Regions from separate parts of the Oryctolagus cuniculus genome. Here region 1 is linked to region 2. A link is a contact called in public Hi-C data. All regions are on one chromosome and are shown on one strand. Each heading gives the region's core, a stretch centred on a gene start, on an enhancer-like site or on the middle of the called end of the contact. The rest is flanking DNA. Distances are from core to core; before and after follow the strand shown. Region 1 overlaps LOC138849312 (a long non-coding RNA gene). Region 2 overlaps BDH1 (3-hydroxybutyrate dehydrogenase 1).

The links. A called contact is a pair of places that touch in the nucleus more often than the background predicts.
Region 1: a Hi-C map of liver shows a contact between it and region 2, with 5 times the contacts expected there. The contact joins two enhancer-like sites. A contact is called at or near these places in 4 of 6 Hi-C or Micro-C datasets (ear pinna, liver, psoas muscle and 1 more).

The regions. Positions count from the first base shown.
Region 1 is chr4:83,997,847-84,003,839 of mOryCun1.1, reverse strand. All of the region lies in intron 1 of LOC138849312 (a long non-coding RNA gene), which reads left to right. Among named protein-coding and RNA genes, the nearest start is that of BDH1, 26 kb to the right of the region's middle. Within about 2 kb of position 4,334, at least 1 of the 8 cell types and tissues checked has an H3K27ac peak or open chromatin away from gene starts, as enhancers often do.
Region 2 is chr4:83,941,738-83,947,855 of mOryCun1.1, reverse strand. It overlaps BDH1 (3-hydroxybutyrate dehydrogenase 1), which reads left to right. Exons shown (of 7, transcript XM_051818945.2): 5 at 2,979-3,120. Among named protein-coding and RNA genes, the nearest start is that of BDH1, 30 kb to the left of the region's middle. Within about 2 kb of position 2,550, at least 1 of the 8 cell types and tissues checked has an H3K27ac peak or open chromatin away from gene starts, as enhancers often do.

The DNA of each region.
Region 1 (5,993 bases), core at 3,085-5,584, 54 kb before region 2:
GAGGTGTGTGAAGAGGCATTTCGCTGACCTGAGCCGCCACAGATGAACCAGGAACTCCTCTTTCTTCCTTAACCAATTAACTGCCACATCCCACTTCACCCCTTGTGCCGCTCCCCGAGAATATCTTTGGTGAGAGCTGTGCAGGGAGTCAGGTCTGAGCATCGTCCCTGACTCCTTGCTCACACACCTTGTAATACACTTCCTGTCTGGAAGAGACCGTGGCGTCAGCATGTGGCCCTCTGCTGCCAGCAGGCCAGCGGGCTCATCTGGTCCCAGTAACTCTGCTCTCCCCAGCCTCAGCCAGCCACCATCCCTCTCTCGTTGCCTGTGAGATCAGCTGTCTTAAATCGCACACATGGCGAGATCATCGCTCCGTACCTGACTCATTCACTTCGCATGAGGAGCTGTAGTTCCATTGTGCAGATGGCCAGACTACACCTGCTTATGACTGAGTAGCACCTCGCTGTGTGCAGGCACCACATCTGTCCATCCGTTATCGGCTGATGGACGCGGGTTGTCCCCATGTCTTGCCTCTCGTGAATCGTGCTGCATAAAGACCGGCATGCAGAAGCCTCTTCCACATACCGATTTGCTTTCCTTTGGATAGATCCCGAGCAGCGGGACTGCTCGTAGCTCTGTGCGTAGTTTTTTTTTTTTTTTTTTTGAGGAACCTCCATGCTGTGTTGCACAATGACCATACTAAGTTACATATCCACCAGCCCCATTTCTTTTTTAAAGAACAATCAGGTCTGCAGGAAGCATAAAGCTGTATGTGTGCAGAATGTAGAATTCTGTGGAAAGTGCTCAGATCAACTGCTGTTCTTTCTACAAAGAGTTTTTTACATCTTCAACTCAGTAGAGTTTATCTGAGCCCTAAAGAATATTAACTTCTCAAAGAATTTTGAAAAAAACATTGTTTTACCTTTACCTACTCAGAGCAGTGTTTGGTACAGATTTCTCTCCACGGGGAAAAGAATCCTCAACTCCTACCCCCTCCCCAACTCCCCACCATGGGATTTTCTTCTAGAAATAAACTACAAAGGAAATGAAAAGAACTCTGGCTGGATAGACCGCAAGTCACCAGCCCTGCTGTCTTCCACCGCAAGTGAGCTTTCTGTTCTGCTCAAGGCACTCTTAAACTTTCTTCCCAATGCGGCTTGCGGCTTGCGGCTGGGACGGCTGGGGCGGCTGGGGCCTACCCTACTCACATCACAGCGGGCGGCCACGCGGGGGCGCTGACGCGCCCTCCATCTGAGCCCTGCAGCAAGGCTTCGTGGCTGAAAGAGAGGGCAATAGACGGGAGGGAGAGCAGGAGAGGAGTAGCAGGTGGAGACAAGTGTAAGTGAAAACCTGTGATTTTGAAATTTACTGGACCTGATGTGGACGTCACCAGCTCCTGCCTAGTGAGCGTTCCCCTCCTTTTTTTTTTTCTTTTTTCTTTTTTTTTCTGCAACACAGCTCTTCTACACTCTAAAGCTTTGTCAAGATTCTCAAACTGTTGTAGGATCCTCAACATCCTTGCAAGGTGCACAGCAAACCAACGGCTGACACCTGGGGGAGGGGAGAAGGCGGTGTTTGTTTGCAAGGCACGGAGCAGGGAACCGCGGAGTTCTCACCACATTCCCAGGCTCCCCGAAGGCTGGGGTAAAGGTTCTTACACCCAGAAGTCGGGGTTGAGAGGTGCCTGTTTTGCCCACGTGCAGGTCTCTGATTAGTCCACGGTGCTCGCACCCGTCCTTTGATTGGTCAGGGATTATGTATTCTTTGGGGAATTTTAATGATGCCAAAGTTGACTTGAATCAGGCAGGTGGGAGTTTGCTCAGGGCCTGGGGTTCCTGGAAAAACAGTTGAGGCAAAGCTGACTCTCAAGCTGTTATCTTCAGAGGAGAGAAATGAGCCTGTGCCTCGTGATCAGGGGCCCTGTGGGGCCTCAACCTAGTGAGTTAATGTTGGTAAGAGGTTGGTACAGAATAACCCCCCAAACTGGTTGGGGTGTCGCTGTAGAGCCCCCCAAACCTGGGCCCATTGGCCTGTGCAGAAAGCCCATCACTGACATCAGGGAGGTGGAAGAAAGGAGGTGTTTATTGCAAAGGGAAGAGCAAGGAGCTGGGCAGCTGTTGCTTAATTCCTGGGCTCCCCAGAGAGTTAGGGGTGAAGGTTCTTACAGATTGAAATCGGGGCTGAGAGGGGCGTTATCAGCTTGTGTCCAAGTTCCTGGTCGGTCAGTGGTGCTCGTGGCCTTCCTTGGATTGGTCAGCGGTGCCCTGCTCTTTCTGGAATGTTTGGGTGGCCAGGTGGGCCACAGTTGGTCTGGGGGCTCACGTCTGCCCCAGACCTGGAATTCCTCTAAACAAACCAGTGGCCAACAGGGTTTTGTCTGTTGGAGAAGCAAACGACTTCCGGAGCCCAGCTGCATCGTTCTCTCGATTCAGTGAACTCCTTTTCATAAAGGACAGGCGAGGACACCATGGGCCCGGGGAGACAGACGAGAGGCTGGGCCTTGCCTTTCCATTACGGGGGTTCAGTCTCGGGTTGATTTGCAAAGGAACTCCAAGCGCAGGGAGGGAGGCTGACCTGGAATCCACATCAAGCCGTCTGTCGGGGTTGGTTCCAGAGCCGAGTTCTTGTCCTTGCACAGCCACTCTTGGCAGGGGAGTGATGCGCCGTGAGAAAACCAGTGGAAGCCCACAGGTTGTGCCCCAGGGTAAGAAAACCTCAGGAGCAATTGCGTGGATTTCACAAAGAAAGCCCTTTTCCCAAGAGGCAGAGGGAGGGGGAGGAGAGACTTTGAGAGCGGGCCCCTGAGCCGTGTAAGCCCCAGTCTGATTGTAGGCATCTGAGGAGCTGCTGCCCGTCGGGCTGGCGGATTCGGGGCCTCGTTAAACCTTGCTGCCTTGCTTGCCGCTGCTCTGTCTCACGTCTGAAACTCTGTCCTTCCAGGAGCACAGGGATTCTCTTCCAGCTGGTTCTGCTACTGCAGCCTCTTTCTTAGGACTGGACCTCACACCTTGCCTGGCACGGCTCTCAGGGGCGAGGCTGACTCCACGCTGGCTTCTGGAAGCACAGAGGCAGTGTCAAAGGACAGCAGGGCAACAATTTAAAGATCTTAATTTGGGGCTGGGGCTGGGGCTGTGGTGTAGTGCCGGCATCCTTTATGGGCACGGGTTCGAGTCTCTGCTGCTCCACTTCTGATCCAGCTCTCTGCTATGGCCTGGGAAAGCAGTAGAAGATGGCCCAAGTCCTTGGGCTCCTGTGCTCACATGGGAGACCCGGAAGAAGCTCCTGGCTCCTTGCTTCAGCCTGGCCCACCCCAGGTCACTGTGACCATTTGTAGGAGGATGAACCAGCAGATAGAAGATTCTCTCTGTGTCTCCACCTCTTTCCCCTTTAACTCTGCCTTTTAAATAAATAAATAAACATTTAAAAAATCTTAATTGGCTTTCTTTTGTTTATTAAGGATTTATTGATTGATTGATAGGAAGGGATAAAGGGAGGGTGAGAAATAAAGAGGTCTTTTCTTTACTGGTTTGCTCCCTAAATCACCACAATGGCCCTGCAAGGATCCAGGCCAAAGCCAGGAGCTGGGAACTCCATCCAGGCCCCCCACATGGCTGACGGGGGCTCAAGCTCTTGGGCCATCTTCCGCTGCCTTCCTAGGCACATTGGCATGGAGCTAGATCAGAAGTGAGGACTCGAACTGGCGCCCACAGGGGATGCTGGCCTTGCAAGCGGCGGCCTAACCTGCTGCACCACGATGCCTGCCCCACGGGCTCTGTTTTCAGCTCTAGACTCAGGCAACACCTCTTCCACAGGAGAGAGTGCACGCTCTGAGGGCCGGGGCACAGGAGGCTGGTTTACAGACAGACAGCGCTGAATTAGCAGAAATAAAGAGCGAGCAGCACACCGGTCACTCAGCCACTCCCCATCGGAGGGCACCAGGGCACAACAACCCTCCTACAACTGACCAGTTACCACCAGCTCAGCTTTGGGTGAAAGGGCCCACACTGGCTCTTTTGAGAAATTGGCTCTTAGCTCCCTTGTCCCAGTTTCTCTTGGGAGGTTAGAGAAACCATTTTGTCCCAGCTTGGTGACCAGAATTCTAGCGTGAGTGACTTGACTTTAGTCTGGTGTGCACAGAAGTTTTGTCCAAAGCAATGACCTTCCACAGTTTTTATTTAGTGCAGGGCAGAGCCCATGCTGCGTGCTGAAATGCAGGACCCTGGCAGGTGGTGGTGGAGGAATGAAAGGCGCAGATACACAGTGTGAGACCAGCAGAGACACGGGTGCCCGCTGGGGGGGGGGGGCAGGGGCATGGGGCTCACCAAAGCGGCCAGGCATGCTTGGGCGGGAGGGGCCGCCCCGTCGCTAGGTGGGTGAGGTGACCACAGAGCTGGACTCCACGCTGTTCAATAAAAGTCTTAGGAGGCCATTGTTTTGGACTAAGCTCCTGTACACACTGGGTGAAAAATCAAGACACACTCGCTCATGCTGAAGCTCTGCCTCAGCGAACTGAAACCACGCTGCTTATCGAAGCTCCCCAGACAAACCAGGATTAGAGACACACAGCGAAATTTCCCAGTGGGCTGATAGCGGAGTGCCCTCTGCCCTAATCCCCTCACACGCAAGGCAGCCTGCAGCAGCCTGTGCTAACCAACCAGTTATTCTGGGAGAACTCTTCCAGCTCCCTGTCCCTGCCTCACGAGGAAAGCAGCTTTGCAAAGACCAGTCGCCTACTTTTGGCTTCTTCTTTCTTCAGCCCCTTTCCATCTATTAAACCGACCTTTGCTCAGCCCATCAGGGCACCCATTCTGTGTTATGGAATGAAGTGTTGCTCAATTCCAGAACTGAAAACAGAGCCAATCAAGATCTTCAAGCTAAATTGCTGTGATCGTGTGCTTTGACCATAATGCATGGGGATGATTGCCCCTTCCCCCCGACAAGGAACAGAGGCTGGGTGGAGGCACTCACCTGCCAGGTGCCACGGTGACGGGCAAGGTCAGGGCCACAGCCCACACAGCTGCCGCTGCACCTACAGCCAGAGAGAGACAAGAGCAGAGCCGCAGGAGGCCGGGGGCCCCAGAGCAAAATCAAAACACAAAACCCCGTGCTTGACTTTCCGACTGAGCCAGTTTTCAGATCTGAAACCGTCTACTGAAGAGGCGGCTGATCTCCCGGAGAAACAAAAGCTCTTCGATGCTGTAGCAAGGACACAAGGCAACGATCCCACCAATCTTTGGCCCACGGCCACTCTCCTTGGTGACGTACAGTGAGGAGAAGGGAGCACCCAGCTATCTGGAGAGCTTTTGGACATGGGGTCCGAGTTGCAGTTGATTCCTAGAGACCCAAAACGTTGCTGTCTCCATATTAAATGGGGACTGGGAGTTCACGGGCCAGGTAAGCAGTGAAGCCCTTCCTAGGATCTGGCTCTCGAAGGTGTGAGAACGGCCCGGAAGAGACGGTCAGGAGCAAGAAGGACGTCTACTCCAGGAGATAAAACAGTCACCCCCAGAGAGTGTTGCAGGAACATAAGGGGCCATGAGGGCGGGGAGGCAGGGGACCAGAGTTTTCCTCTCTTATCTTAGTGATCTCTATTTCCTAAATTTTTCTAGAATAATTGTTCAACATGAAAGCAAGCAAGTCATCAAGAGTTTCTCAACCGTAGGTGGGCATGTGGCTTAGTGGTTCAGACACCAGTACCTGGGTTCGGTATCTGGCTCTGGCTCCCGACTCCAGCTTCACACTAATGCAGACCCTGGGAGGCAGCGGTGATGGCTCAAGTAGTGGAGCTTCTGCCACCCACACGAGAGACCTGCGCGGAGCTCCCAGCTCCCAGCTTCGAGAGCCTGGACCCAGCCCCAGCTGTTGTTGCTTTGAGGAGTGAACCAGCAACAGTCTATCCCTCTCTCTGTCTGTTCATCTCTCTCTCTCTCTGCCTCTCAAGCATACAAATAAAAATGAAACAAAACCCGAGTTCCTCATCTGACTTTGCAGAT
Region 2 (6,118 bases), core at 1,301-3,800:
TGCCGGAAGAAACTCTGTCGACAGAATGAGTGGGAATGCTGCAAGGCTCGCCTGAGATTGCATCCAGGGTGGGGAGACCAGGGAGAGGAAGAAGTGGGCTTGTCCATAACCCAGCAGGGGCGAGAGTTTGGCGCAGCACCTTGCACGCCACGTCCCATATCAGAGTATCTGGGTTCGAGTTCTGGCTCTGCTTCCAATTCCAGCTTCCTGCTAATGTGAACCCTGGGAGGAAGCAGATGATGGCTCAAGTACCTTGGTCCCTGCTAACCCACATGGGAGACTTGAGATGAGTTCTGGGCTCCTGGCTTCAGCCTGACCCACCCCAGCTGTTGCATTTGGGGGGTGAACCAGCAGTCTCTCTGCCTTTCAAATAGATAAATAAATTAACTTTACAAATAATAAAGTTACACAGGCATCAGCACGGCAGGATTTGAAAGCTTGTGCCGAACAGCAGGCCCAGAGACCTGCAGAGTGGACCCCAGAAACCCTGGAGCCAGTTGAGGGGGTGGAGAGGAGGTGACCTGGACAGCATGGTCTTAGCCCAAGGACAGGCAGAGCCCTAAGGGCTTAGGCCACCACAGTCTGCAGCCACAGGCCAGGTTACAGGTGGTTGGGAAGCTGGGGTGTGGCAAACAGACATTCTGTCCCTGTCGGTGTGACTGTAAAGTACAGGGTAGTTTTATATTTTACAAATGTGTATGTGTGTATATGATTTATTTATTTGAAAGGCAGAGTTAGAGAGAGAGGGAGAGATAGGGGGAGATCTTCCATCTGCTGGTTCACTCTCCAAATGGCCTCAATGCCTAGGGCTGGGTCAGGCCAAAGCCAAGAGCCAGGTATTCCATCAGGGTCTCCCATGTGCGTGGTAGCCGCCCACATACTAGGGCCATCTTCTGCTGCTTTCTCAGGCACATTATCAGGGAGCTGAATGGAAAGTGGAGCAGCCAGGACTTGAACCAGCACTCACATAGGGCACTGGCATCACAGGTGGCAGCTTAACCTGCTGCTCCACAGCACCAACCCCTCTGCTGCCCAGGAGAATTGAGGGCCAAACCTGACACCCACAGTGCGCAGAGGTGGTCTAGGGGGACCTGGCACTCCTGGTGCCCAGCTGCACAGAGGCTTCTCTAAAGAGCTGGCTGGAGCCCTTTCGTGGGAAGCCCATGAGTGAGGATGACAGTTTAGGGATGGAAGGGAGGGTATGGGGAGATCAGCCCACTTCCCATGTGATGCCTGGACTGTCTTTGCTCTGTGCCCCACCGGCATCCCACCACCCGTTACTCATTGTCTGAACACATTCCAACTGGTCCATATCATCTCCAGACTGTGACAGTCGCTCCTCACTTTGAGTTGGACTTGACGTCTTGGCCCTCGGTCTGCTCTCATGGAATGAGTTGGCCCCCACAGCCATGTCCACCCCGCCCCCAAGTCTTCTCTCCGGACCAGTCCTCCACAGTGCAAGGGCCCCCACCGGCCCGGCCCCTTCACCCCCTCCTCCTGCGTCCCTGTGATGCTGCAGGGTGCCGTCTCCAGTCCTGGGACCAGGGCCCTTCTAGTCAAACCACTTCCGGAGCTCAGCCCCACCCCTGACAGACGCCGCCCATCCTGAGCTCCCCACGCTTGCCCGTGCCGGGCTGTTGGCCTCACTGCCAGTTGCTTGCACTGCGGGCTGCAGAGTAAGCTTTTCTCTGGCACTGCATTCCCTGGCAGCCACTCCAGCCCTCTCGGAGGAGACATCAGGATTGCAGACACCGCTCAGAAAAAAATTGCTTCCAATTAAATTACGACTGGCAGAGTTTAATTTTCACATCAAACGTAGCTCATTCCTGTTGTGGGGGAAATAAAAATAAAAACCTGTGTCAGAGACTGGGATGAAGTGTCATAGCAAGCCCTGCCTCGAGAAAGGAGGGCCAAGGAGATAAGGCCATCGGGGGCTTGGCACAGCATAGCACCCCTCTTAGCCAACACTCAACTAACCAAGTCGGCGCTTCATTAGAACCCTCCGGCGGCTCAGCAGTGCCCCCCAGCGGACGCCTGCCCACCTCCTAGCCTCGCATCCACCGCTCCTAGGTCTTTGCACTGCCTGCAACAGATGGCTTTCTGTGGCCTCTTCCGGGAAGCGCCCCGACCCCCAGGGCCCCTCTTTTCACGTCCTCAGCTGTCACTGCTTTGCTCCAGCCCCTCCGTGTGTGTCCCTTCCGCCTTCAGCGGGGTGTTTGGACGTCAGTGCCCAGCGCAGCGGGGACCATGAAAGAGGGCTGAGAAACCATTGCCACGCAAGAGACGCAGTTCTCACGTTCAGTGAAACCTGAAGTCGAGTTGCGCTCTGTGGTTAAACAGGTTTCTTAAAAGCTTACTTCCTTATTCCAGGAATCTGCAAGGGCTGGCCCCGGGGGTGGGGTACTTACATTACAGCCAGAAAAAAAAAAAAAAACCAAAAACCAGCACCTGTGAAAGGGACACACATGGGTGCACAGAGCCGTGCTAAGGTCTGAACTGGAACTTAGAGGCAGGCTCTGGCCTCTCGCCAAGCCCTGGGCTGAGAACAGAGGTGGCCAGCTGGCAGCCTGCTGGTCATATGTGGCCCGTGGACGCACTTTGGCCCACACACTGGTTTTGGTTTTTTTCATTTCTGTTTTTATTTTTAATGTGAAAAGTTGCCAACACCAGCTTAAAACTCGAAGCATCTGGCCAGCTGGGGCTTCTGTACCCACAGGGGCAGCAACGGGCACGTGCTCTAGGCCCCAGCGTCCCCTCCCTGTTGTCTGAGAACCGCATGTTCCTGTCATTGAGGCCTGGGGGACAAGGTCTCTGCCCTACTCCTGGTGTGGCCGTGGCACTGTGCTTGGTGCTGGATGTGTCCTCACCGCCCAGGGGCATCCACAGCCTGAGGCTTTGCAGGGCCTTGGGGCTGCTCGGCAGCGTCCCTCTTTCCTCGTCTCCCTCGGCATGATGACACAGACTCTTTTCCTCCCCAGGACAAGGGGGATGCTGGGGCCAAGGAGCTGGACAGCTTGAACAGCGACCGGCTGCGGACCGTCCAGCTCAATGTCTGCAGCAGCGAGGAGGTGGAGAAAGCGGTGGAGGTGGTGCGCGCGGGCCTGAAGGACCCTGAGAAAGGTCAGGGGCCGCGGGGGCGGGCGCGGGGCTGTGTGGAGGGACCCTTCCCGGAGGCCACTCCGTTGGCCGCCATGCTGCCCACAGGCTCTTGTGGACCCCGGGGTTGAGTTGCGGTATGTGGGGGGGGGGTTCTCCATCAGGGAGCAGTGCGCTGAGAGGCAGGGCAGCACGAGACAGGGTTTGGTGCAGCCTTGGGGGTGGGGTGGGAAGCCGGTCAGTGTGGCAGAGACCGGGCAAGGTGGTTCCCGGCGCAGTGGAGCGTGGACAGCCGTGGGAGCAGCTCTGTTGGCTGGGACAGGTTTGGGTCTCATTCAGGGTTAGTGGAGAGGGGAGAGGGAGGTGGGCCAGGCCTTGGGTGCCGAGCGAGGGAGCCCCTGCAGGGGCTGCCCTGAGTGGAATGGGCTGGCTGGACGTGAGCTCACTCTGGGGACTGCAGAGGCCACATATGGCACCGTTCCGTGCGGGAGTGTGAATCCAAGAGTTGTGGCCTAAGGTGGGCATTGGGAAAGAGGAGGGGTCAGGGGTGAGGACAGGGGGAGGAGCCCATCATAGCGGGACTCAGTGGCTCAGATGGGAGGGCAAGAGGTATCCACCCTGCGTGCCCTAGTGCCCATGGGGCCCCCTGGTGGAGACCAGGTGCCCCTGGGAGGCGAGGCTGGGAGTGGGGGAGGGACTCCATGGGCGAAGCTGGGGCCAGCGGTCCAGAAGCTAAACCGAACAGGAGGTTTAGGGGCCAGCGCCAGCGGAGTGGATGCTGCAGGAGGTTCTTGTTGCTAAGGACTCAAGGGCCCCCCCAGTTCAGCCGTGGGGTGCTTGGGGAGAGGGGCTCTGTTGTACATCTGCAGGGGCCAGCTCTCCTAAGCCGCTGGGGGTGGGGTGGGCAGGGAGTAAGGCAGACGTCCTGCGCCTGAGCGGGGCTCTCCGTGCTGAGCGAGGCTGAAACGCCAGGGTCTCCAAGCCCCTGTCGCGGACCCAACCCCTGCTTGGTCTGGGCCGCCCCCGCCCGGGCCCTCGGCGCGCCGCAGGCCTCGCGGGACATCTGCTTCATAATTAACAGGCGGGCCGGCGTGCGGGTCCCACTCGGGAAAGGCGGGCGGAGTCCCACCGGGGTGATCCGCGGGCATCGGCGGGGGGAGCAGCACGCGGCGCCGGGAAGCCGCCTCCTCACTGGCCGCGGCGAGGGAGCGGCCGCGCACGGCCCTGGGAGGGGCACCGTCCTCGCCGGCGCTGCTCAGGGCCGTGCTCCTGGTCCCCGCCACAGATGGAGCTGCCCGCAGCCCCGGGCCACACGGAGAGCCCCCTGCCCTGCGGGGCGGCTCAAGGCCCAGCGCCAGCCTTGATGCAAAGTTCTCCCCGGCGCTGTGTCCCCCGGCGCGTTCCAGGGAGGGCTTGCAACAGCTCACCCCCACCTGACGTAGCCAACACTGCAGTCTGTGGGAAAGATCTGGACACTTTTTTAGGTCTGAGAAAGAAAAGAAACCCGTCAGACACGGGGCTGCGTGCCCTTCCTCCCTGCCCCCTGCCCTCATCCGAGCCTCGGAGCTGTGGTTTTCCCGGAGACGCCTCGCAGATTCCCGCGGTCTCGGGAGATGCTGGCTGTGAACGCCAGATGGCGCCCTCGCAGAGTCCTCAGCACGGCGCGTGCGGACCGGATCCTGGCGGCAGGGGGCGCTGCCCGCTCCTTGCTCCTGGCCGCGGGGCGCCTCCTGAGAGCCGGTCGGCTGCCCTGCGCCGTGGCTGGGGGGAACCGTTGCTTCCCGAGCCTGAGGATCCAGCCCAGGGGGTGGGATGAAGGGCTTGTGTGATGAGAGCAGCTGGGCCTGTGCCACAGCCGCCTTCCCACAGCGGGACTCCGAGGGCCTGGACATCTGGAGCCCGTGACCGCCCTCCTCACCCCGCCCCGGGAAAGCTGCGTGGGCGGCTGCAGGCAGCTGTGGGCACGGCCTGATCCTGGCACCCCGTGGCTTTATCAGTTGGCCAGCCAACATTGGGTGCCTGCTGAGCGCCTAAAGGGGCGTGACCCGGGGAGGCGGTTGAATACCGGCCAAGTGGAAGTCTGCGGCGCTGGGACACGACCCCTGAGGAGCAGGGTGGCGTTGTGGGCATTATATGGTAGATGGGGGAGACCCTGAGTCATAGGCACCCTCCATCTGCTTTTGCGAAGGCTGGGGTTACTCTGGGCTTTGCCTCTTAATTGAAGTGTGAGCTTGAACCTGAACCTGCACCTGTGTGGGCCTTAGCTTGCTTGTCCGCGAAGTGGACACAGTGCTCTGCCAGCCCTCCAGTGCTCTCCTAGATCCCAGCACTGCAGGAGCCTGGGTGGAATTCTGACACAGGCTGCCCTCAGGCTGAGGGGTCGGGTGTGTGTGTGGGGGGGGGGGGTTACAGGAGAGGCGGGAGGGCTTCCACGTCAGGAGGGTCAGACTTGGAGAGGGCGGAGCGAGCGAGGCGCATGCGCAAGAGTACTGGGGGGGGGGGCTAGCTGAGGACTCCTGGGTTGGGGAGAGAGCCCCGGTCTGCAGGCTGGGTGAGCAAGGTGACGAGGACCCAAGCCAATGCAAGTGGAGACAGGAGGGAAGAAGGGACTCTCAGGACCCAGCCCAGGGCGCCCTCGCAGCATGGGCTAAGCATGCTGCCACACAGACATGGTCCAAGTCCCAGCCGTCCCATCTGCAGGGGCCCCAGGGCCATTTAGCAAACACTTAATAGTTGGCTGGGAGTTGAGGTGTACTTAGCTCAGGGCGGGGCGGCTGTCATCCTGGTCTGTCAGCATTGTTTTGTTTTTTTTTTTTTGTTTTTTTTTTTGACAGGCAGAGTGGACAGTGAGAGAGAGACAGAGAGAAAGATCTTCCTTTGCCGTTGGTTCACCCTCCAGTGGCCACCGCGGCCAGAACGCTGTGGCCAGCGCACCGCGCTGATCCGAAGCCAGGAGCCAGGTACTTATCCTGGTCTCCCATGTGGTGCAGGGCCCAAGTACTTGGGCCATCCTCCACTGCAC